2 separate regions of the Mus musculus genome follow, and region 2 is linked to region 1. The links are chromatin contacts, called in public promoter capture Hi-C maps. All regions are on one chromosome and are shown on one strand. Each heading gives the region's core, a stretch centred on a gene start, on an enhancer-like site or on the middle of the called end of the contact. The rest is flanking DNA. Distances are from core to core; before and after follow the strand shown.

What was found. Capture Hi-C pulls out chosen DNA fragments and counts their contacts.
Region 2: a contact with region 1 is called in a promoter capture Hi-C map of liver. The contact joins two enhancer-like sites. A contact is called at or near these places in 1 of 39 promoter capture datasets (embryonic stem cells), 3 of 15 datasets of contacts at CTCF or cohesin (embryonic stem cells and pro-B cells), 16 of 484 Hi-C or Micro-C datasets (8-cell embryo, the AML12 cell line, the G1E-ER4 cell line and 6 more), 17 of 115 datasets of contacts at active chromatin or transcription factors (cardiomyocytes, embryonic hindbrain, embryonic midbrain and 7 more) and 3 of 9 other capture datasets (adipose tissue, liver and pancreatic islet).

What each region holds. Positions count from the first base shown.
Region 1 is chr4:139,516,636-139,521,705 of GRCm38.p6, forward strand. No RefSeq gene overlaps it. Among named protein-coding and RNA genes, the nearest start is that of Iffo2, 56 kb to the right of the region's middle. Within about 2 kb of position 2,731, at least 3 of the 459 cell types and tissues checked have an H3K27ac peak or open chromatin away from gene starts, as enhancers often do. A contact at or near this core is called in hepatocytes and liver, where this site is marked.
Region 2 is chr4:139,597,028-139,602,097 of GRCm38.p6, forward strand. All of the region lies in intron 1 of Iffo2 (intermediate filament family orphan 2), which reads left to right. Among named protein-coding and RNA genes, the nearest start is that of Aldh4a1, 23 kb to the right of the region's middle. RefSeq lists an enhancer at 414-4,309. Within about 2 kb of position 2,069, at least 322 of the 459 cell types and tissues checked have an H3K27ac peak or open chromatin away from gene starts, as enhancers often do. A contact at or near this core is called in hepatocytes and liver, where this site is marked.

The DNA.
Region 1 (5,070 bases), core at 1,481-3,980:
TTCTCCTTTCTTTCTTTCTTTCTTTCTTTCTTTCTTTCTTCCTTCCTTCCTTCCTTCCTTCCTTCCTTCCTTCCTTCTTTCCTTCCTTCATTTCTTCCTTCCTTCCTTCCTTTCCTTTCTTTGTGGCTCAGGGACCCAGGCCCTTCTCTATCCTGACCCTGCTGGATGGAGGCGGGATGCATGAGTGATTGCCACAGGGAGGCCTTGTGAATCCTCTATGAGTTCCTCCAGTAAGTGGCTGTGGCTATGAGGGGCAAACAGGAACCTGACAGTATGAGATCCTCAGGGACCCCGGGACACTAGGACTCTGTTCGTCCTCTTGCCAGTCCTACCTAAGTCCCTCCCTAACCTCCCCACTCACCACCCACCCATCTCTCTGCCCAGAGACTTCCGGAGAGGCCATATGCCTGACTCCTTAGTCATCTTGAGGGATGCATATGCCAAGCATCTGTAGCCAGGTGGTGGTGCATGCCTTTAATCCCAACACTCGGGAGGCAGAGGCAGGCGGATTTCTGAGTTTGAGGTCAGCCTGGTCTACAAAGTGAGTTCCAGGACAGCCAGGGCTATACAGAGAAACCCTGTCTCGGGGGGGGGGGGAGAATTCTTTCAGATTTATCTTATTCTATGCATATGGAAGTTTTTGTTTTGTTGGTTTTTTGTTTTGTTGGTTTTTTTTTTTTGCCTGCATGTGTGTGCATCACATGTGTGCAATACCCATGGAGGCCAGAAGAAGGCGTCAGATCCTCTTGAGTTGCTATTACAGACATTTGTGAGTCGGCCATGCAGGTGCTGGGAACCAAACCCAGGTCCTCTGGAAGAGCAGCCAGTTCTCTTAACCACTGAGCCAGCCCCTGAATCACAAGCACTTTTGTGCCTATGATGTTAAGTGATGGGCTACCAAGGGCAGCTGTGGCCCATCTCAGGGAGCTGGGGCTTCTATCTTCTCAGCCTCGGGGAACTGTCTAGAGTATGCATTTCTGGTATTTCCAGGGTAGACAGAGGAGACATTGCTGCTGAGCATCCAAGGGAGACCCGGCTCTGATGTCATCCTGGGTCCCCACCTTTTGTTGGTCCCTGGGAACCCCCTGGGGTACTGTGAGAACTGGAGGTCAGAGGGCAGCCCCGTGATGCATCAGCAAACCCCGCTTTGATCACACTGGGTCGCTGGTCTCAGCAGAGGCGAGCTACCCAATGGGCCAGCTTGCTTCTCTTTGGCCTGGATCTCTGGGATGGTTGACCACTGCACTGCACTGCCATTGTACGTAGTAACTGAAAGATTGAATGGGGGCAGGGCCTGGGGGACGATCTCAGAGCAACAATCCCAACTCAGTGTTCTGGGGGGCCCCCAGGTCTCCCCTCCCTCCTCCCTTCTCTTAGTCCCCATGTCCCTGTGCAGTGCACACACTTGTGAGGTTCATTGACCTGGGAAGACTCGAGACCTTGTAGAGAAGATCTGCTGTGTAGTGTGCTTCTTAGCTGGAACAACGAGGGCCCCAAGGACGAGGTGGCAAGGTGGTCAGGTAGCCTCCATTTACCTCACACGACCCTCTCTCTTCTTCCACTGCAGAAAAAACACACATAGAAAGAGCCAGGAGAGGATAAAACCACGAGAATCTTGAGACCCAGGCTGGAGGCTAACCTGCAGCTGCTTCACATCCCCGACTGTGAGGCAAGCCTGAGTCCTCTGACGGTCCCTAGGCAGCCCGACTGAGTCTTCTGACGGTCCCTAGGCAGCCCGACTGGCTCCTCAGGCTTCTTCTCCCCATTTCCCCTTTTGAGATCCTCAGCCACTTCATCTCTCATCGTCACTTCTGGCTGGTCTGAGCTGCTCCGTGGGACGGGGAGGGGAGTTGATGGTACCATGGAGCCCATGTCAGGAGTATGCCCAAAACAGCCACGCAGACTACCAATGACCTTCCCTGACTGTTGCCAAGAGGTGTGTGTGTGTGTGTGTGTGTGTGTATGTATGTGTGTGTGCCAAGAGGTAGAGGCCCAGGGCTGAAGAAGAGCAAGAATCACTTGCCCACCATCTAGCCTGACCTGCTTGTTAGATTCATGGGGCCAGCCATGCCACCTCCTGCCATGCCACCTCCAGCCATGCCACCTCTGGCCAGGACCTCCTCACTGATTTTTCAATGTTCCATCTCCAAAGAGTGCCCCTTCCCAGAAAGATTCTGCACATACCTCATTTCTGGGCCAGGCCCTAAACAAGGTACAGAGGCCAAATATTTAACCCAAAGACCCCAGCTCTAGCGAAACGCCAGGCAGGCAGGCAGTCAGGAAGACCCAGATGAGGTACCCAGCACACCTCAAAGATAGATAGCTCCCATAGGCGTGTTCCAGAGCACTGGGGGGAGGTGTGAGGGGGGATCAGCTGAGTGGAGGGGGTTGAGAAAGGGAAGCCCGGACAGTGGTCACGACATTGTTCCCAGGAGGTACAGCTGGCCCTACCCTCCTCAGGTCCATCAAAAACATCCAGTCTCTTTATTGACAAAAAAAAGTTCCATTTCTTTTCTTATTTCTGCGTATTGAGGGAGAAGATTGATGCTACTGAGATCAGAATATGGAAATCAGGTGGGTCTCAAGGACTGAACTCAGGTCATCTGGCTCGGTGGCTCAGCCATCTTGCTTGTCCCCAGATCACTTTCTGTGGGCTCCCTAGCTTTGCCCGTGAACACTGTATCACATCATCGCTGGCACTGGCCGGAAAAGTGGAAGCTAAGGTCAAGTTGAGGGATTACCTGCAAGGCCTCAATTATCCTGGCTTTTGTTTTTATCTGCTGATCTGGCCCTGGTTTTGTTACCCGGGAGTTACTGTATTATCCAAACACAACTGTTGGCAGGAGGGCTCCCTGAGAAACAGGCCCCCTTCCGGCCTCCACCCCTGTCTCTCCCAGTCCAGCATTTCCTCCCAACCACCAGGTTACCAGAGAGTAACCTCATCCCCTTCCTGAGCTGCAGCAACAAGACCCTCCCAGAAGACTCCGCCTAGGTGGTCTGCCAGCCTCCCAGAGGGGTTGTTGGCTAACCTTTTAGAAGAATCAATAAATAGAAACTGCAAGTTCCCGCAGGGAACCAAAGTCTATTCGGTGGGGGCAGGTAACTTCAGGAAAGCATCAACACAAGCCATATATAACCAGACCTGGACCAAACAAAAGCAAAGAGCCTAGGAGGTGACTAAGACTCAAGGCTCCTGGGGACCCCCAACCCTTGCTTCACACTCCCGTGTTGAACCTGGGGCTGGGCTAAAGCTAGGGGGATTTGGGTTTGGCAAGGTCCTTGCCCAAGAGCCCTGATATGAGAGCCACGGTGGGATATTTTATCCCAAGCAGATCCTTGAGGTCAGACAGCAAGATGTCAGACCAGAGCCCCAGGGTCACAGCCTGGGGTCATAGCCTGGCTAGGCTAACTCCTAATGAATGCTCAACTTAGCCCCCAAGTTGGGCCTTAGTGATTGGGGAAGCACAGGACCTGAGGCAGTGGCCTGCCTGGGAGCTCTTACCACTCAAACCCTCAGCAGTGGGTCCTGTGCAAGATGAACATGAGGATCCCTCACCGAGGAGCCCCTGAGGGTGGAAAGCTGGCAAACAGACATTAAACCAAACCTGATCCTTCTGAGCCCACATGATCGGCGGTCACACACCCGTCAGCTCGCTTGGTAAGCGGCTGGAGGTGACTTTGTGTGTGTGTGCCTGAACAAAGCACCATTGTTGGGCAACTTAAATTGGAGACTTCTGCACTCCTCCTTGGGTAGACCAGGGCTAAGATCCACACTTTGGTAGGTTGGTGTCATCAAAAGCCCCAAAGGACATGGCTGTGGCCTTTCTCTTGGCTTCTGGCTGCCAAGAGCATTCTCTTGCCCTGGCTACCACACAGGTATCCTGTGGCCTTTGCTCTGAACATGCTGTGTCCAGATTTCCCCCTTTTAGCAGAATCCCTGTTGTCTTGAGTTGGGATTACACCCAAGTTATCTCTCTCTCTCTCTCTCTCTCTCTCTCTCTCTCTCTCTCTCTCTTTCTCTCTTTATATATCTATAAGAGGAGGTCTCATGTAGCCCAGGCCTAAACTTAAAGTCACTCCATCGCCATGGGTAACCTTGAACTCTTGGTCCTCCTGCATCCCCCTCCCTAGTGCCAGGATGGCAGCGGCACTAACACACAGTTACTCCATGCTGAGAGATCCAACCCAGGGCTTTAGGTCTGCCAGCCAAGCACTCTGTCAACCGAGTCACATCCCACACCCATGGCCTCCTTTAACCTGATTCTTTATAGAGGGCTCTCTCCATCCCTACCTCAGGACACTCTGGGGGTGATCTGGACAGTAGGACCCCGTAGTCGGACATTTCTCAGAAACACACCCTCCCATAAACCCTGTGGCTGGATGGGTCCCTTTTGGTTTTTGGCTCAGCACAGTGGGTGTTAAGAGACACCCGATTTGCATCAGTTCTCTCTCTCCCTGGCAAGTAGACCAGCTGCTGAGGCCTCCCGTATCCCAGGAACCCTTTTGCCGGTATCAGGGTGAACCCTCAGGACCTGACAGCTGGCAGACCCGTCCTACACTGCTTTGAGGGCTGGGGGTACCCAAGGTGGCTTTGAGAGAGGGACTCTGCCCGATGCCACACTGAGTGGTGAGCACCCAGTGACCACAGCAGTAACTCAGCTCCCTCTGCCTATTCGCCCTCAGTGGGGGCCCCCATGGGGCAGTCATTGCCTGAGAGTGACAACCGACAGGGTCTCTTTCTCCACAAGGATGGCACTGAGGAGCTGTGACATCTCTCTGCTTGGTGGCATTGACGCTCACTCGTGATGGGATTGAGAAGGGCTGGGTCGCTGGCAGCCACTTTGTAGTTCTTCCGTGGCTTGGGACAGTTGACGTTCTGTGACCAACTGATAAACAAGAGTTCATCGGGCAGGGCTGGGGAAAACCTGCATGCCAGCTTCACCCGGGTCCAGGATCTTGGTAACATAGCACAACCCAGATCCTCCTGGGAGACACGGAGGCTTCATGAATGCTCTCCCTGATACCCATAAAGGGATAGGTATGCTTGAGGCCTGAACAGGTGGGGTCCCC
Region 2 (5,070 bases), core at 819-3,318, 80 kb after region 1:
TCAGATGGTGAATAGGCCTCTCTGTGTGTGATGGCCCAGCAGTGTGCTGGTGCAGGACTGTTCTGGGTGTGGAGGGTTCCTTAAAATCCAGCCCCATTACCAGCCTGCTGTCTGGGCTCTGGCCTGCTCCAGCTATTATCGCCTGTAATGGGATCGGCCGCCTGGGTTAAGTGTTCACATTAAATTAATACCTCCTCCGTGGAGACAATCAGCTGGCATTTAATTTGTGTTTCCTTCTGAGCAGCGGAGTACAGCTGGGCAGTCCTAGTGGGCATGTCTGCATGGCAGCGTCCCAAAGAGGTGGTAAGGTGGGGTGGTACCCAGAAGGCCCAGGCAGGCACAGGTGGGTAGGAGCATGGGAGTGCAGGGCTTCCTTCCGTAGCGGGTGGGTTCACTTGAGGTCCCTGGCTGTCACCTTCACTGCCTATGTGCTGGAAGTCCCGGGAAGGAAGAAACGGGGAGAGGAAGGGGGGGGGAGTGCTTTCTGGGTTTGTGGCTCAGCCTTTAGCTTCCTGAGGCATGGGCTGGTGGTTGGTGGTGCCCTGGGTTGTCAAGGTGCCCTACCCCCCACCCCCGCCCTACTCCCTCATCATTTCTGTATTCTGTTGCAGACTCAGAGGGGCTGCAGTACAGAACAAACGAATGGGTGTGGTGTAGAGTGAAGATGTAGACTCAGTCAAGGTTACTGAGCCCCTTTGGAAGGTGCAGAGAAGCCAGTGAGGATCTGGGCCCTCCCAGAAGAACCAGCCCTGGGCTGTGTGGCCCAAGGCTCCCTGGTTGGTCTCTGCTGACGCTCCTGTCTAGCACATAAGGGCCTTTGGCTGAACCTCTGCTCTGCTGGAAGCCCCTTGTCTGCCCATACCTGGTCCTGCCCCAGGGTAGTGGGATGACTTCCCCTTGGTGAGTGGGCTGGAACAGAGAAGGCTTAGGCAGACCACAGGAAAGGAAGCTGCCGTCCACCCCCACCCAGGGCCAGGGCCAGGCCCCGGCCCACGCTTGGCCCAGAGTGAAGTTTTCCACTGAGGGCTCCAGCCCAGCCTCACCTGCGCCTGTTTCCCATCACCTGAGTGAGTCGGCCTGGGCGTGCCTGCTGCCAGGCGGGACCATTCTTGTTGTCCCACCCCCACCCCACCCTGAGGCTCCCGCCCAGCGCCCTTGCCTGCCTGGCCTGCACTTGGAGCTAGACTGAGCTGAAGTGCAGGATCCGATGCTCAGCCCTGTCTCGGCGCTGGGGTCTTCTTCACCCTCCTCTTCCTCTACTTGCAGAGTGGTTCCCACAACTATCTTCAGAAATGGGGAATATAGAAAAGCAACTCACAAAGGGCGATGAGTTCGCCTGGGATATCACAGCCGGGGGATGTGGGAACAGGCGTTGGAATGTTACCAAACTTGGAGTCGCTGTCTATACCCGAAGAAGCCATTCTTGAGCAGCTAATTAAAACAGCCAGATTAATAGTGTGAGAGAGGAAGACGTTCTCAGTGTGGCCACACTGGGGAGAGGGACAATGACCCCCTCAAGTCACTCTTGGGGGCTCGAAGCGAGGGGAAGTGTTTAAATAGCCATGGGTTTGAGCATCTATCCAGCCTTGGACAGAGTGCGGTTCTGCCCCGCCACTGACCTATCATCGTCTGGCTTCACCCTCATTGGTTAAAACTGTGTGGAATCCTTTTCCAGGAGACCAGGTTCCCTTTTGGCTGTCGCCTTTTCCCTTGCGCTGTTATGAGATTCCTTGGGGGGGGGGGGGTTCCATTTCTTGAGGTTCATTGTTTCCGTAGTCTGATAGTCAAATCAAGGGGGGCATAAAAGTGTCTCCTTTCTGAATGTCTTCATTTCTGCTTCTGTCTGTACAGTCTGGGGACTCTGGGATGGACTCCCCATGGGCCCGGGGTTGTCTGTGATGCTCTAATTATTTGCTGGGGCTGCACCCACTTTCTTCTGGGGCCTTTGAGCCTTTCTCTGACTGCACAGGATATGAAAGACCCATGAGTCAGCCCCTCTGTCAGCGGCTTCAGATTGGGTTTCCGTTTCTCCGTAGCTAGACTTTGTGGGCTTCTTCCTGCTTCTGTGTGTCATTTTGAGCTCATGCAAGAGGCAGAACTACTGGCCTGGTTCCAGCAGCTCGGACTAGGCTGGCTTTAAAGCTGCCTCCCCCACCCCACCCCCAGTGGTCAGCCGAGATTTCTCATCTGTCACGTGGTCCTAGCGCTGGCTCCTCTGGAATGCTGAGAGGCCACATCTGGCTGTGACGAGGCTGCCACCTCCCCCTCCAGCTGCCAGGCTCCCACATGTGCCTCTTCCGCCGCCGAGGTGGTGGTGGGGCTCCTTTGTGGGGTCATTTCCTCTCTCTGCATTGATTGTCTAATGTCCCTGCCTCCCCTCCAGGCCTTGAAAGGTTGTAAGTCGTGGGAGGGGAAGGCTTCTCTTTCTCCTGCAAGCTTCCTGTCCTGGCTGTATTTTGCCCCTCCCCCAGGAGGGATGTCTGAGCCCAGTGGCTGTAGAGAGAGCCTGGTTGTGCTGGGAATTTGGTTGTGGATTCCTCAGCCTGGGAGATAAAGATAAGACCCTGGGGTAGGGCTCAGGCCGAAGGAAGGGGCCTGAGTGTGGATCATTTCATTCATTCCTGCCCCCAGCCCCATTCATCCCCTCTCCCATTCATACACACACACACACACACACACACACACACACACACACACACACACACACACACACACACACACACTGCCCCCATTCACCTTCATACCCACCTATCCATCTACCTATTCATCTTCTGGTCTACCCATCTAACCCATGCCCTTTCATTTAATAAGGGTCAGCAAGATGGCTCAGCAGGGAAAGGCGTTTTGCCACCACATACCCCACATGGTGGAGAGAACGGATTCCCGTTCCAATCGTTGACTATCACACTCCTACCAAGAAGAGATCGCAAGGCTGGCCTCTAGCTGTAGACTCAGCTCTCCCTTTGCAGAGATCTTCTTTTCTCTAATCCCTCCTTGCTTCATCTAACCAGGGCCCAGGGTGCTCAGAGCAAGGTGAGGCTGCCCTCAGATGCTGGCATGGTGAAGAGGGTGGAGGTGGCCTCACTTAGAGCCCTATCGTTATCCCTGGCTTCATTCTTAGAAGAGAGCTCTGAGCGGTATTGATGCCCAGGCCATCTGAGAGGATATATCCTGGTCCCTCAGTCTGCCTTAAATCTGTGGCGGCATTCTGAGAGAGAAAAGCCTCGGAGGAGGAGGAAGAGGAGCAGGCTAACCCTTGCCTGGAGGCTAACATTCTTCCTCATCTTCAACATGGGAGCAGTCCTTGGGGGATTAAACGCTCCCAGTATAAGAACACACCTTCCTCTCCGGTTCTTGCATCTGCCACACCACACTTAGAAGTCAGACGAACTGAGTGTCAGGACAAAATAGAACCAACCACCCATCTGCTCACAGGTGGTCTCTTGAAGGTGACCCCAGCCCCCTGGTCTAGCTCAGAGCCACATCCTGATAGGAGTCTTGGGAACAAAGGCTTTCAGGATTTCGGTGAAGCTGGATCCTGGGGAAGATATACCACCTGCCTGTCCCCTGATAACCCAGGCAGCCAGTGGCTGAAGGGCAGAGATTTCTGCACTGTCAACGTGGCAGCCAGCTGTGCCAGATTTTTCTGCTGCCACCCCTGGGAAGGGCATCTCTTCGGGGCAGTGGGCTCAATCTGTGTAGCCAGCTGCTGCCCACATTCAGGGTCTGGTTTTTTTTTTTTTTTTTTGTCTCCTGTGGGGCAGAGAACCAGATGCACACCTACTCCAGCTTTGGAAGTAAAAGACTCAGGAAATTATTCCTGCAAACTCATCTTCAGGATGCAGCCTGAGAAACGCGATGGAATTAGATGCAGGGTCTGGGGTGAGAGGGAGGGGAGCCGGGAGGTGGAGACACTGCATAGTGTGGATACACAGAGTCATAGGTAGGTTTGCACCACCTGGGAGCTGTCTGCCTCCTCAGACTTGCTGCATTGGGTTTTATGTGGGGGCAAGATGGCCGAGTGGTTTGCCTGCAGGAACTAGGCGCTGAGCGAGGTTCAGGTCCCAGCTCCTTATTCCCAGCTGTGTGACTTTGGAAAAGTTACATCATTTCTCTGAACCCCAGCTCTGTCACCAGCCAAGTAGTTCTGGATAAAAACCTGAAAGGCGCTGGGCGTGGTGGCGCACGCCTTTAATCCCAGCACTTGGGAGGCAGAGGCAGGTGAATTTCTGAGTTCGAGGCCAGCCTGGTCTACAGAGTGAGTTCCAGGACAGCCAGGGCTACACACAGCCCTGTCTCGAAACAAAACAAAACAAAACCCAAAAAAACAAAAACAAAAAAAACCCTGAAAGGCTTAGTAATTCATGTGAAAGCCAACGTGTGTCTGAGGGAGTATGTCTTGTATGGGAGACCCGGACAGCATCTGCCAACAGAGCGATCCAGAGACAAGCATGGGTGGGTAGGCAAGCCTGACTCTGACTTCTGGCTTGGTGGGTAACTGGAGGAAAGAAAAGTTAGGGTTTGCTGCATTCCAGGGGTGCCTGGGGCGCCAGTGGTGTGCTGTTCTCTCCTCAAGTTTGGCTTGGTTGCTCCTGTGGTTGGCATGAGAGGGCCTGGCCTCAGATGCCAGGGTGCAGCCAGTTCCACACCCTTACCCTTCCTTGTGCCTGCTCTGCCCTCCTCCACTAGAGCAGTGTGGTCAGGGTGATGATGAGTCAGCCTGGTCCTGTGTCCTGGGCCTTCTTCCTGGAGGAAGCCCTCAATGGCCTGGGCTGCTACTAGGGGTGAGTGTAACCTGGCACCCCTTCCCTCCACAATGGTCCTCAATGAACGATGGCTTGCCTCTGGGGTCAGCTGCAACCCTGACGTGCTGTGTAACCTTGAGCAAACGTAGCCTCTCAGTTCACCTCTGTTTGGGGGTGGGGGTGGGGTGTCATCTAGGGAGATGGCCTCATTCATGTGTCCCCTCTGTGTTCTCTGTAGTTCCAGACTGACACTCAGGGCAGATGTGGGCCCTGCTATACAGCCAGTTTAGGACGAAGTGGACACATGTCCTCTGGGAGCCTGGCA